Regions from separate parts of the Mus musculus genome. Here region 1 is linked to region 2. A link is a contact called in public Hi-C data. All regions are on one chromosome and are shown on one strand. Each heading gives the region's core, a stretch centred on a gene start, on an enhancer-like site or on the middle of the called end of the contact. The rest is flanking DNA. Distances are from core to core; before and after follow the strand shown. Region 1 overlaps Creb3l2 (cAMP responsive element binding protein 3-like 2). Region 2 overlaps Dgki (diacylglycerol kinase, iota).

The links. Hi-C and Micro-C count contacts between places; a contact is called where the count stands out from the background.
Region 1: a contact with region 2 is called in a Hi-C map of uterus. The contact joins two enhancer-like sites. A contact is called at or near these places in 1 of 39 promoter capture datasets (the 3T3-L1 cell line), 13 of 484 Hi-C or Micro-C datasets (the 3T3-L1 cell line, the C2C12 cell line, cerebellar granule neurons and 6 more) and 4 of 115 datasets of contacts at active chromatin or transcription factors (embryonic stem cells, extraembryonic endoderm stem cells and stem cell-derived neural progenitor cells).

The regions. Positions count from the first base shown.
Region 1 is chr6:37,334,909-37,341,983 of GRCm38.p6, reverse strand. Creb3l2 (cAMP responsive element binding protein 3-like 2) reads left to right here. Exons shown (of 12, transcript NM_178661.4): 9 at 5,670-5,769; 10 at 6,030-6,156. Among named protein-coding and RNA genes, the nearest start is that of Dgki, 38 kb to the right of the region's middle. Within about 2 kb of position 5,038, at least 69 of the 459 cell types and tissues checked have an H3K27ac peak or open chromatin away from gene starts, as enhancers often do. A contact at or near this core is called in uterus, where this site is marked.
Region 2 is chr6:37,212,635-37,220,088 of GRCm38.p6, reverse strand. The region is part of intron 1 of Dgki (diacylglycerol kinase, iota); the gene reads left to right. Among named protein-coding and RNA genes, the nearest start is that of Dgki, 84 kb to the left of the region's middle. Within about 2 kb of position 3,533, at least 102 of the 459 cell types and tissues checked have an H3K27ac peak or open chromatin away from gene starts, as enhancers often do. A contact at or near this core is called in uterus, where this site is marked.

The sequences.
Region 1 (7,075 bases), core at 3,789-6,288, 120 kb before region 2:
CCTGATTCTGTATTTTTGGTTTGATTTCATTGTATTAAAATGATACAGCAGTCACAACCCAATTGATCTCGTCTCACTAAGAGTCCATGACTTGGCACCTGGAAAGCATCTCTCTAGGTATTCATAAGGATGTAAAAAAAAAAAAAGATTTCATCATTTTCTGAAGGAGGCTGATTCACCTAGAGAGTTGCACACACACACAGAGACACACACACTCACGTGTGTGCATGTGTCTCATGACCCATTTAATTCATTTTCTAGTAAGGTGCACTATGAAATATAAGTGTGTATACCAGGCAGGGTATGGGGTGACTCTCCTGCCCCATAACTGGGATCTCTCAGTGTATTCTTTTTCCTGATTTCTGATTCCAATGGGAAATTAATTTCTTGACTATTCAAAGGCTTACCTACACTAGCTGTATATCTTTCTCACTTAATATCGCTCCCTTTCTATGTTGGAAATGAAGGGTATATAAGAAAACAAAATTAAGCCAAATATAAAGATAACACACTAAGCCACTAATGTATTTTCCAGTTCCTGCAAGATATTGTCTTATTCTCTTAAAGCTTTTGAATGCTCTTCCCAGGTTTTTGTTTGTTTGTTTTCTATGTGCTGTGTGGGATACAGGGTGATGTTTTATTTGGGCCCAGGCTGTAGCTCCCCTTGACTGCTCTTTTGCCAGGATATATATGAAGATAAGCCACTAAGTTTATTTTTACACTTCACCTTAGGACAAGAATATACATTTTCAATCAAGCTGGACACTCCAGTTTAACAAGTTTTGAAAAATCCTTTGGCCCAGATAAAAATGTATGTTAAGAATGTTTCTCCCTCTAAATTAAGACCTTGATCCCAGAAGCCCAAGAATTCATTAAGCCATAATTGGCCTTGCTCACAAGATTCAAAATACAATAGCAATGAGCAGGGCGTATGGAGTTTTGGAGACGCCACTGGGCTTTTTATAGATGTTTTTGTAGCTCTAGTTTTTGTTTCCTTGATAGCTTTCCTTACATCAAGTCCTGCAGGCTGGTTGCCTGATTCTTGCCACCCAAGTTTTCAGTCCTGCACTTGATGACAGCTGTCCACTGCCATCACAGAATGTCCTGCATCACCTCAAAATAATGTATCCATTCTGAGGCCTTCCCGAGAAAGAGGCTCTCTTCATCCGCCAGCCACTGAAGAAACAGTGGCGCCTTTCAGAGATGCATTTGCTCTAGCAAACCAGATTTCCCCAGGCAGAGTGATTCTTCCATGATCCTGTTAGCTGATGTGGTTTCAGAAGCTAGCTTTGCTTAGCTGCTGAAGCACACAACTTAAGGAACTTGGTTGGAGGCACAGAGTTGTCATGGTGAGGTCTAAACCTGGGCTCCTCCGTATTCACAGCCAGTCTTCTCATCCTGCCATTCACGCACCCACTAAGCATCACTAAAGCAATCCATCTACTTGGCATCTGAGAGAGGAACAGGTCTCATCTTTTCCATTTATCTAAATAAATCCTGGGTTTGACTTCCTGACACCTCGCGCTGTGCAGGGCTCATCTGAGCCTCTCTATCATTTGCATTGTTTTCAATACACCTATAGACGTTCCACAAGGGATTTATTTTCCTTCATTGTTTATGAGTGTTTTGAAGTTAGCATAAAAAGTAAATGGGTTCCATAGTGGCATTTCCATACACACCTCATTGTACTTGTTTCTTACTTGTTCTCTTCAACCAGTCTCTCTTCTGCTTTCCAGTCACCTGTATTCATTACACTCTCTCACCTCTCATGGTCCCCTTTTTACTTTCATCACACACATACATACACACAGGTATGTGTGTGTATATGTATATATATATATATATATATATATATATATATATATACATACATATATACATATACACACATACATACATGTATCACACAGACACACATATATATATACATACACTCATATACACATATGCACATATGTACACTAACACATATACATACCCATATGCAGATACACATACATACATACACACACACACACATATATATATATACACACATGTACACAGGTATACCCAGATACATACATATGCTGATATACACACAGATATATACATATATGCATATGTGCACATATTCACACAGGTACACACATATATACATATACACATAGGTACAAAATGCACATGCATAAATGTGTATATACATATCTACCCATATACATAGGTACACATATGCACACACACACACACACACATACACACACACACACACACACACACACATATATATATATATATACATACATATACACATGTATCTACACAGACACACATGTACATGTACCCATATGTGTGCACATAGGTACATACATGTTCATGTGTATACATGTACAAACAGGTACACATGTACATACAAGTACACATATACACAAATATACATCTGTACCAACATGTATCCACATACATATATGCACACATCATACATGTATATGCATGTACACACAAGTACACATGAGCATACGATCACATTCATGGATACACACATACAAACATGTATCCCTATGCATATATTTGTGTCATTATTATTAGACATTAGTGGCTACAGACCTCACTGCTATTAGACTGGTTGTTACCATGGCCCTTTATTTTCACCTGGGTCCTGGTACAGTTCTCCCTTCTGTGGTTATTTGTAATAGTGACGTTTTGTGTCTAATGACATGTGCACATGTCATTCCATGGGGCTGTTGTCAATATCACATTAATGTGACTGCAGCACATTTCCAGCAGGAAAAGCAGCAGCAATCTGCATGTCACCAAGCTGTTGCCTTCTGCCAGAATTCCAAACTGAAAGCATGCATTGGGAACTACAGTGTTTGCTCATCTTAAAGGGCTGTTTGTAAGTTCTTAGAAATCAGAACCCATTCAATGACCAGTTTCACTTCAGCTGACTCCGTGTATGATCATCTTTGAGTCTGTAAAGAATACACTGATGGATGTCAAATCAGTGAGCTTAGCCTTTCTGGCTTCCTCCAACAATTCCCCCAAACTTAGAGCATCTGGCACTGTAACTGGGAGGGTTGTGGTGGAGGTCTGGCTTGGAACTTGTGCCACTCATCCCACCAAGGCGCTTTTGGGATATCTTCCTTGCTAAAAGTCCCTTTTCAGGGGGGTACCTGGAAGAATATTTGTCTTAGGAAAGTGGATGCTAATCCCAGGAGTCTTACCTAGAAATTGGAAGGGAGGGGTATTTCTGTTGTCCTGGGGAATCTGTTTTCTCAGACCGTGGGTGGGCAGAGAGGAAGTGTAGAATGTTTGATGATAAACAGGCAAAAAAATATATAAATAAATAATATTTATGTTTTTGCTTCCAAGCCACCAGAGGATGTTGGAGCAAAGTAGATGGCATTGGTACAGCTTGGGAAGGGTCCTTCTAGCTGAAGGCTGGGTAGAGAGAAGATGACCATCCCTGTGTAGCTTACAGCTGAGCTTACATCCTGGCACAAGAATGCTCAAGGCAGAGTTGGGGCACCCAGTGACAGCATCAGCCAACGCTGGAAGCAGTGAGGTCCCTGCTGTAGTTCAGCAGGCAGCCCAAGACCTTAGGATCGATGCCTTGGAAGAAGTGTTCCTGCCTGTGGGCTTGCTTGTATATAGGTCCCAGGACTTGAGGGAGAACCTCGAGAGGAACTTGGGGCTGGCATTACAGATGACAGTCACATGCTACACACACACATGCTACGGCTGGCAGGATGGCAAGTCTGTAGAATGAGTTCCACTGAGCCATTGGCCAGGCAAGAGCTCACTCAGTATCTGGTGCTGCTGCGGTGGGGGCTGTGTTGGTGGGTAGTGCAGAGGCTTCTGAGGAAGCTTAGGCAGGACAGAGAGGAAATTCTACGACAGAAGAAAGTTCTGCAGCACAGGGACTCTTGGTTATGAACTTTTAAAGTGGAATTTAAAATAAGTGTGCTATCAGCATTTCTTCACCTTGAGCAACATGCAGTGTGCTTTTAAAGCAAATCCTACTTTGATAAATTAATAAGGGTCATGTCTAACCCCATCTGGTCATGCTTTTATATAGCCAAAATGAAAAGTATGATTGAGTACAATAGCCTTCCATAGGAAATATTATCTTGCTATCCTAAAATTATTCCACATGGCAAAAAACACAGAGTGGGTAGGACCACAGGGAGATTTTTTTGAGTTTAGAAAGCCTTCTACCATGTGTGCTGAGGGCTGTTCAAATTCTTTCACCAAGTCTACCTCCACTGATACTGCAGAAAGGAAAACCATCTCAAAGCCAGCCTACCCTTGCTTAAACTAAGAGAATTCATGTCTTTGATACTGGGCAGGACAGAATTACAAACCTCAGAAAAGCTTGCATGTGTTTTCATCATTGGAAAGACATGCCGCGGGTAGGCTGTGATGGCAAGCAAGATGTGAGGAAATCCCAGAATTCTTCTTGCCTGGCTTTCAAACATTCCATCACGGTTCGCTGTTTTCTGAAAATCTTTGATACTCAGACCGTATGTTCTCACAAACCCTTTCCATTTTGTAGTGGATGCCGGCCTTGAGCAGAGCTGATGAGAATGAGGCAGGGGTCCCAGGCTTTATGCTAGTCCCCCTGAGTCCCGGGAGACACTCTAACCTGGGAGGATGTGCTGCCAGACCCCTGCTATGTCTTGCCATTCTTGGTTTAGGATTTGCAAAGATGCTCCCACACAACATCCTGATATTACAGTGTGTATACTGCTGTCCTCATCTCTGAACATCCACAGTTGTCCTAGCTGGGGAGTACCATCCCCCTTTCCCTCTCTCCTCTTCCCTGCTCCCTCCCTTCCTCTGCAGAGTGCTCTGTGTAAACTTGCCGCTCACTGATGGACTGGCCATTTCCAGTCAAGCCACCACCTCTGGCCCCTCCTGCTATTGTTCTCTGCCGGCCTTTGTTTCTCTCCTTCTCTTGTTTTTGTTTTTATAGATCAGTGTCTCTCATCTCTTGGTGAAACGAGCCTCCTTTGTAATTACCACTGCCCTAGTCAGTTCAGACTGCTGTAACACAATACCATAAAAGGACTGGCTTGGAAACAACAGAAATGCATTTCTTGCTGTACTGGAGGCAGAGGCGGCCAAGATCAAGGTGCTGGCAGATTCGGTGTCTGGTAAAGGCTGCCTTCTGGTGCAAAGAAAAAAACGACAGCTCCTAGCTGTGTTCCCATGTAGTGAAGAACTGTACTTTTAGCCCCTTATGTGGGCACTCGTCCTGTTATTAAAACTCTATTCTCAAGGCTACTCACCCCACACCCCCTGCCTATTATCATTATATTGCAGCTTCAGTCTGAACATAGGAACTTGGAGAGAGGGGAGTCATCCAACCAGAGTGTCCTTTTCTTCCCTCATTGGCTGACAGACAAGTTTCTGCCTGTCAGGGTTGATTTGGGGGCTCCTCTCTTGCCCAGAACAGCTGCAGGCTGCAGAGCTGTTGTCAAGGCTGACTCTGAAGCTCCAGGGGGTTCTGCGGTGGCGCTGCCAGCAGGTGTAGTCCAAAGGACACCCGCCCAGGTGTAGTCCTTTTGCCGTGCTTCCAGACCCTGCTCAGTCACAGGTGTGAAGCCGCTATGACTTCTGCGGGAGAGTCGTTCAGAGCAGCTCGCTCTCACGTGCCCCTTCCTGACTTTCACTTATCACCGTGGCAGGACTCTCCTTCAGCAACTTCAGAAGCTTCAGACTTTGGTGATGGGGAAGGTCTCTCGAACCTGCAAGTTAGCTGGCACACAGACTGGCACCTGCCTCATGGTGAGTTTCCCAAAGGGACTTCCTCCCCTGGCAAGCCCCCCATTTCCAGACTCCCCTACCTTGAAAATGCTAACAATGAATGAAGCCAGAGAGACCATACATCCCGTTCCAAGGCTTCCCCTTGTCTCGTCATTTCAAGGACACAAGTGAGGGTGACCTGACCCCTAACAGACTTGTGCTCTTTCTTGTCCCTTGTTCCCAGAGGTCAGCCACCCACAGTCTGAGCTCTACAGCTCCCCGTGTTCTCTCCTTACCTCTAGGTCGTTGTGCTTTGCTTTGCTGTTGCATTTGGAAGCTTCTTTCAAGGCTATGGGCCTTATCCTTCTGCCACCAAGATGGCTCTGCCCAGCCAGCATCCTCTGTCAGAGCCATACACAGCCTCCGTGGGTAAGTCACCACCTTGTTTTTGTTTGCCTGCAGTTGGCTTTCCGAGCTCTCTGCAAGGGATCCCAACCCATGTGTAAGAGTAGAGCATCTCTGTTTGCAGGTGGGGTGTTCTGGGAGTGGCCACTGGACTCCCTGGGTAGCACCAGGAATTCTCAAGAATTCCACAGAGAGTTAACAGAAGTCCCTAGTGCTCCAGATTCCTTCTCTGATAAGCCCTGACACCCCCTTTGGAGTTCTGACTTGGGGTGGGGTGGGGCGATGTGGATCTTGGAAGACCAGAGAGCGAGGAGGACATTTAGCTTGCTCTGATATCTCAGAGTCTCTGACTCCCTGAGGGGAGTTATATGGTGTTGCAGTGAGAGTTTGCAACAAAAATTAAAGAACTCATCTGTCTTGGGCTCAAGACTTTGGATGCTCAGAGATGTTCACCAGATAGCATATACTGTTCTCACCTTGACCAATGGTAATCTTTTGAGTATTTAGAAAACAGAGGGGAACAAGGAGGGAATATACACCGAGTGGCACAGCTCTATTAGCAACAACACACAGCAAGTTTGGAGGCACTGGATTTGAGAAAGGGATAATTTCACCATTCTCGAAATGTCTGTGGACTGCAGCCGTTAGGCCTATCCAGGCTAGACAGGTGATAAAATGACATTCCTTTCAGATAATTTCAGTCGATTCTTGGGGACCTTCTGCACCTAGGAAGATAGCTTTAAATTTTGTAAGTTAAGGGGAGCACTGTTTCTATATTCAGGAAAAATGGTTGCAGAGTCATCTATGTGACTCTCCCATAATGCAACAGAGGTTGTCGCCCTCTGACTTGTTGGATTGGCTTTGTGCTGTCTCAGCAGATTCTAAGACCTGCTTTCTGGGGATGCCTCCTCTTTCGTCTGGGTTTTAACAGCTCCAAGTATTT
Region 2 (7,454 bases), core at 2,284-4,783:
ATATAGCATTTATACCTATGCCCTGGGAAGAGACCAGATCGTGGAAGCAACCTATCACTTCACTTCCGTGTCTGATTTTCAGACCCAGGCCACTCGTGTTGCCTTTACAGTTATGAGAAGAGGGAGGAAACCTCTCAGGTCTTAAGCCTTCTGTTGTAACATCTGTGGGCAAACTGCTGGCTGGTATCCCACCATCAATGAGCTCAGATTGCATTTTCTGTTTGGGGTGTTACTCCCCCTTGGTGACCCTCTCTCTACCTGTTAGAGTTGTCAATAACACGTAAATAATGCCTCCTTCCTTCATTCACCGTGTATCACCCATGCTCTTCATTCTTGGAGAGGGCAAGCTAAGGATCTCACTTGAGACTGGAGAGTCAGTTGTCTCATTAGCGTACACTCCGAGATCACCAGAGCCCAGGGAGCAAGATAGTGCTGCTCCTTTCTGGAATTCTGGAGAGTTAGCACAGATCTACCAGCCTGAGCTCCGCGAGTTAAGACTTGTTTTACCGGGATTTAGTTACACCCTAAGTAATAGATGAAAGCTATCGAGTGACCATCAGTGTTCTTTGGGGGAATCAAGCAGCTGGAGCTTCATCCGCCTGTGCATAATTTCTCTCGTGCCTCAGAGCCATGCCATTTTTGACAGTGGTCATTTGTGGACTTCCAATAAGAAAAGAAAGTCACGTGGAAAAACTCAGTGTGCTTATTGCAAAGGCATAAACATGTTTTACATCTATCATATTCTTAAAGAAATTGGTGACTCATCAGACTTCTGGACATTGTGCCCCTCTGGAAATGTCTCTCCTTAATGATTAACTTAGATAAGATTCAAGAGAACACAGGCATTAAAGCTTTAGATAATGGATACCTCGAATGAGGCCAGAGAGTTTTGCATACAAATGAATGTTTGGAACAATGGAGCTAAATCTTAATGTAATCATTCTTTGCCCTTCACTCTTTCATATTAAGCTCCCTATTTGTCAGGCACTGGACTGGATACTGGGCCTAGGATCTATATGCACCATGAAAGGTATAACAAGAGATAGGTGGTGTTCTTGGTGGAAATAATCCCGGGATGCTGTGGCACAGATGAAATGAATCTTATGAAGACTTGGGGGACTGGTGGTATTAAACATTTGAGGCCACTGACGAAGGTTAAATTTGAAGAGTTTTGAAGAGTGTAGAGGAGTTTTGGAATCACATAATCAGGGAACAGCATGCATAGTGGATGACACGGTATGCAGGAACTTTGGATAACCTGGAAAACCAATTTGCAATGGTCACCAGTGACTGAGAACTGGAACGGGGGGGGGGGGGGCTACAGATTTCCTTTTCTCTGTGGTTCTGTGCTTTCTGAGTGAGAGGAAAACCCATGGAGTACCCCAGAAAGAACAGTTGTATCATGAAAGGCCCGCCTTTTTAATCTCAAAGATTATTTTCATACTTATCTGATGTTGGCATCCCTTCTCAGGCCACTCCCTTAAAGAATTTTGTTTCTGTTCTGATGTGGGACCCAGAGATGTATTTAGTAGAGCCATAGGTTCATTTGTGAAATCATAGACCAGGGAGAGCTGTAGAGACTTAAAAACTGGGAAGAACTGTTGATAAGGAATGACTTGAAAAGGAGAAATGCTTTTGACGATATAAATCATAAATAATATGGGTCAAGAAAGAGATAATAGCAGAAAGTTTAGACTGTCTTGAGGGAAACTGAAGAAGTCAAGTCAGTTAGACATGGTCATGACCTAGCTATACTACAGTTAATAAGAGGTGAGGAAGAAATGACTCACAGTGCCAGTTTTCAGGTGGCACCTAGAGGTCGTATGGTTCCTGGAGATAGATTTTTGAAGTCGAGTTCAAGATGCTTAGGCAGCTTTGGGTGAGGATTGCTAACAGATTCTAAGATAGGAAGGTCTGGAGTCTAGGAGATTCTGTAGGCTTCCATATACTGTGGTATTTAAATGTATGTAACAGATTATTAAGGGGGCAGAGCATTCAGTAGAGAAGGGTAGAAGGCCTGGAACAGAAGTCTATTGAAAACTCTAAGAGAGCTAATGAGGCATTCATGACAGAAGCCAAGAGGGAAGACAGGGAGGAGAAGGGGACAGTGGGAGACGATATCAAAGGAGAAGGAGACAGGGCAGCTAATACTGTTGACCAGCTTGGTGATGGTAAGACCTTGGGAGAAGGATTATCTTTGAAGAAGATTCAGGGCCCTAGTCTGAGGTAGCTCCCTGGGCAAAGTAGACTCAGCAAATCCCAGCAAGCTGAACAAAGAACTCTGATTATCCATTTCTTGGTCACTAGTGATTTTTGAGCATTTACGGGGTGTGTGTGGGGGGGCATGTCTTTGTTTATGTATATTGCTTCATTTAATAATCTCAATTAACTATAAAGAGTAGATAAGTTACTACCTCAGTGAAATATGAGGAAACTGAGGCAACAAAGGTTAAATCATTTGCCTAAAGTTAGGGCACTTGCAAACACTCAAGCCAAGATTCAAAGGTCAGTGAAATGTCTTTGAAGACTTACCTCTGTGTTTTGGGGCATAATCCCAGCTACTTGCTAAGGAGAACAACCAACCGTGTGGGGTGCACTGAGGTCAGTCAGTAGGAAAGCTCTTCACAACTGTGGCTCTGCCATGATTCTGGAGGGAAATGTTCTGCACTAGGTTGAATGCAAACCAAGGGAAAAATGACAAGAAGGTGGATTTCCAAAGCTGAAGGTGTGGCCAGTGGGCAAGAACTTGAGTCAAAAGGAGACCCCCCGCCCCCGTTTAAAGGTGGAAAGCTATACTTGTATTCTGAGGGGAAAGCGAGTAAGCATAGAGAAGCTGGTTTAAGAAACAAGAGAAGGAGGACATTTGGGTGGAATTAAGCTCTCCAAGGTAGCAAGAACCAGCTGAATCCGGAGCATCCTAAAGAGACTCACCCTGGACAAGAAAAGAGTGGAGGAGTGGAGGGGTGTGCTGTGTGACTTCTGGAGAAGGACTGTATCTTTGAAGAAGCATTCAAGGCTCTAGTGTGATGTGGGTGGTTCCTTGGGCAGAGCGGTCTCAACAGACCCCAGTGCGTTGGTTAAAGAACTCTAACAATCAGTTTCTTGGCCAACCAAGAGAGTTTTTAATGAACTTCACCAGTAGTGTCCCTTATTCTCTTCTATCTCTAGGGCCTCTGTAGAGCCTTAGTTTCCAGCCAGGTGTGGTTTCCCTCCTGAGTGGTACTTTTCCATTAGGAATAAACAGAAGAGAAACTGCTCTGATGGAATCTGGTGGAGAGAGGTGAGAAAAGGGAACAGGGATTTGTGCACCTTCTCTTTGTCACTACTGGAAAAGAAGGAGATGGAGCCAAGGGGGGTAAAGTCACAGAGGTAGGGGCAGCCAGGAGGTGGGTTGGAGGAAAGCCAGCTTGTTTAACAAGCAAAGCAGATAAAGATTAGAGTAACCATGACAACAAGCTGCTGGCGGAAGACTGGGGTTTGGGACTGAGGGAGGGAGGTGGAATGAGTCAGCTGGGTAAAAGCCCAGAGTTTTGGAAAACGACATTTCTTCCCTCAGGCTCTTGGCTGTTATAGACATCACCATAGTCACCCACAGTGACTAGAAAGGAGAGAAAGGCAAGAGGGAGGGCAGGGGAGATCAGTAGGTAAGGTGGGTCTAGCTAACTCAGAGAAAGGAAGGAACCTGGGGCTGGGAACAGGGCTGGCGGCTGCAGGGATGCTGGGAACACTCAGAGTGCGTTGCCTCAGTCTACCTCTGGCGTGTACATTTTTCTGTTCAGTCCTATTTATCATGTGTGCTGTGGTGTGGAGGTGCCGCAAAGAATGTGGTTTTTGTATTTTTAGTTTTCTAGAATGTCTTTTTTTTTTTTTTTTTACTCCTGAGCAACGAGGCCTGAGCCTGTCAAGAATGCTTTTCTGGGGATGTTCCAAGTTTATGTGTACCCGAGAGAGGGTAGAGAGATGGTATGTTCACGTTAATGTGGCCTCTTTACCAAGCCTACATCTGGACTTGGTCAAGAACTTCTTAGAAGTCGTTTGCCCTTGAGACGTTGCTAGCCTCTTCTGTAGCTGCTCGGGGATCTGTCAGTAAGAACACGGATGCTTTGAAAAGAGAGGTGAATGCTGCTGCTACTTTCTGAGTAAGATCAAAGCACCTGAGTGGGAATACTGAGACGCTGGCAGCATCACAGACAAACGGCTCTTTTGGCTTACGTATCTCCTCATCACGCCCAGCATGGTCTGTCCCAAAATAGCACCAGCACGGTTGGAGAGGGACACAGACTTCTCAGTCTAATGTAAAGAGCTCTGAAAAAGTGGCTTTGGAGGTCAGCTGCTTCCCTCCCCTGCTTCCCAACTGCACCCCGACCCTTCCACATCTTCCTACACATGCAGATTCCGGAGCTACAGATTGTCTGGGCAGGGGGTGGGGCTGGAGTCTAGAATGAGTCCTGGGGAGGCTGAAGGCCAAGGCCCCTCAGGACCTTGCAGCCCTACAGGCGCTGAAAGCTTAGGAATCATAGATAACAGCGTACCGGAGACCTTGCAGTTTTAACTGAGGAAAGAGGTGGCAAAGTGGATTCACAAACCTTTCGAAATCGATTGTCTCCAAAGTGTATGTAGCTCAAGCGCGTGAAAAAAGAGGCTCTCTTGTTCAAAGAGGAAAAATTCTAAGAGAGATATAGGTCCAAGCTCTTTGTTGCAAATTGTCATAAATAGCTGGGGAGAGGGAACACAAAGGTAGCTGATCTCCCCTGAGGGTAGAAGAGGGCTGGCTCAGGCATGAGAGAGGTGGCAACTTGGACAGCAGCCTCAACGGACCTTTTCTTTTCCTTCTTTTCTCAAGCCCGCCTCTCTCAGGTGGATAAAGTCATCCTGTGTCTTGGCTCCATCATGAGTGGGAGGTATAACTTTTGTTCAGCAGTGAGACAGAGTTCCTAAAACCCTGGGGGCCAGGCCATGCGCTGAGATTTTGTTGGTGAGAGAGCTCTCCAGAAATAGCGACTTTAATTTTCTTTGTTGTCTGGCACCTACAGGGTTTGACATAAACTACTTGTTGGGAGGTCACTCACCAAGCACCCTAAAAGGAAAGAAGAGAAAGGAGGGTGTGGGTGCAGGATGCAACAAAGCGTTCCCTTTTGTGTGGGGAATAAGATCATTCAAGAGGATGTGAGGAATGGATGAAGGTTCTGAGCCAAGTCACAGGCACACACCTCTATTCCAGCCCTCCGGAGGCAGAGTTAGAGGGATCTATGGGTTCGAGGCCAGCATGGTCTACAGAATGAGTTCTAGGACAGCCAAGGCTACACAGAGAAATCCTGTCTGGGAAAACAAAAACTAAAAATAGCAGCAGCAATAGTAACAACAGCAGCAACAAACGAACCAACCAACCAAACGAAAAGAAAGTTCTATGCTGGCGTGTAAATTGTTCACTTACCTCATAGTCAGCCTTACAAATTAACTGAAAGTCTTTTCATTTGTGAGCTAATTTACCAAGCACAAATTGTCTCTGGGCAAGTGCTGTATCAGAACAAGAGAAATATCACAAGGATGCAGATAACACACCATTTCTCCTCTCTAGGAGTCCGAGGTTAGTGGGTGAGAGACACAGACATAGCTCGCTGTGTTATAAGTTCATGGATAGTCTGATGGGTGGACCCATGAGCAAATTACAAGAAGTGATGGTCAGCTTGTCCTGGGTGAGGGTAAAAGGGTAAGGATGGAGTATCATTTAGGAAGCAGCAGCAGCAACAAAGCTTCATCGTTCTGTACCAAAGTCTAGAGATTCCAAACCAAGGTTCTGACAGGGTTAGGTCTCTGGGGAGATGTCTTCCTAGATAGAAGTCCACCTCTCTTTCCATGCTTCTGAGAGAGAAGAAATGTGAAGGAGCACATGGATATATTTTCTGGTGTCTTTTCTATAAAGGTTCCAATCTTATCAGATCAGAGCTGCACTATTTAAAAAAATCTGTACACTAATCGATTCATCTATTTTTGGTGGTGGGGGTTGGGTACTCCATAATGTATGTGTAAAGGTCAGAGGACAGCTTGTGGAAATTCATTCTCTCCTTCCACCATGTCGCTCCAAGGGATCAGACTCAAGTTGTCAGGCCTGGTGACAGGAATCTTTTCTCGGTGAGCTATCTCAGTGTCCCCAAAGCCTTACATACTCTTTATATTATCCTTAATTACTTCCTTAGAGCCTCCCCCGCCCTTTTCAAAACCAGCCATATTTGGGGTTAATGCTTCAATGAGCATATTTTAAGGGTATGCAGCAGTTCATGTGGAACAGAAGGCTTCACAGAGTAGGTGATGATTGAAATGAGTCCTGACGGGACATGGGTAGGCAGGTCTCCTGTCGGAAGGGAAGGTATAGCATGGCTTCATGCAGTTTAGTGGCGCTGAGATGGAAAAGGGAAGCATAAGAATTGGATAAAGGACTTAGGCTTGACCAGTTGATGTGGGATCATTAACTAAACTCAAAGGAAGGAGCAATGTGTCCAGAGAGGAGAGCCAGGAGGTCCCAAGTGAGGGAGAAGTGTAGAAGGGAGAGAAGGAGGTCTGGTCTTGCTTGCTGATTGCTGCGTGTGGGTGGAGAAGTGTACCGAGCTGGTTTCTGGTTCTGGCCTGACTGGCTAGTTTCTAGAATGAGATACACTCGGAAGAACAGACACGGAGAGGCAGGCCATGAGGACAGTTTTAGATATTTTGAATGTGACTGTTCCTTTCTTAGAGAGAGAGAGAGAGGGAGAGAGAGAGAGAGAGAGAGAGAGAGAGAGAGAGAGAGAGAGAGAGAGAGAGAGAGAGAGAGAAGTCAGAGCAGAGAGGTTCAAGAGCAGAGCAGAGATCCTGGGCTTCTTCACTGTCGCCACAGTGTTTGGAAGCAGCTAGGACACAGAAGTGGATGATTTCTGTGAGGTCACATGGCAGGTGGGGAATAGGAAGATGAGAAGGCCCAGAAGAGCTGGACTGAGGCACATGCTAGAAGTGAGAAGAGGAAGTGGAGATGTGGAGGGGGAGGTGCTCTGTGGCGCTGCAGGGCAGAATGGGAAGGACAGAGGTCCTGGCCCGGGCATGCCATCTGTGAGTCCGGAGGAAGCTTCCCTGGAGCAGGAGGTGCAATCTGAAGCTTGGGAATTCAGATGGGAAATGTTCTTTATGGGCAGCAAGACCTCCAGAGGGAACCCAGGGCAAGGGCAGCTTTAGAAGTCAAGGGCAACCTTCATTCCTCTGTCTCTGAGGTATTGTTAGATATGGTAGACTTTGTCTGGGAAATGAAGAGAAAAATAAAGGCGTGTGTGTGTGTGTGTGTGTGTGTGTGTGTGTGTGTGTGTGTGTGTGTGAATGTTTCTGTGTGTGCACACGTTTGTGTATACTTGTCCAACTGTAAGTGTGAAGGTCAGAGGTCAGTCCTGGGTGTCACTCCTCAGGGGCTCTCTATCTGAGTCAGGCCCTCT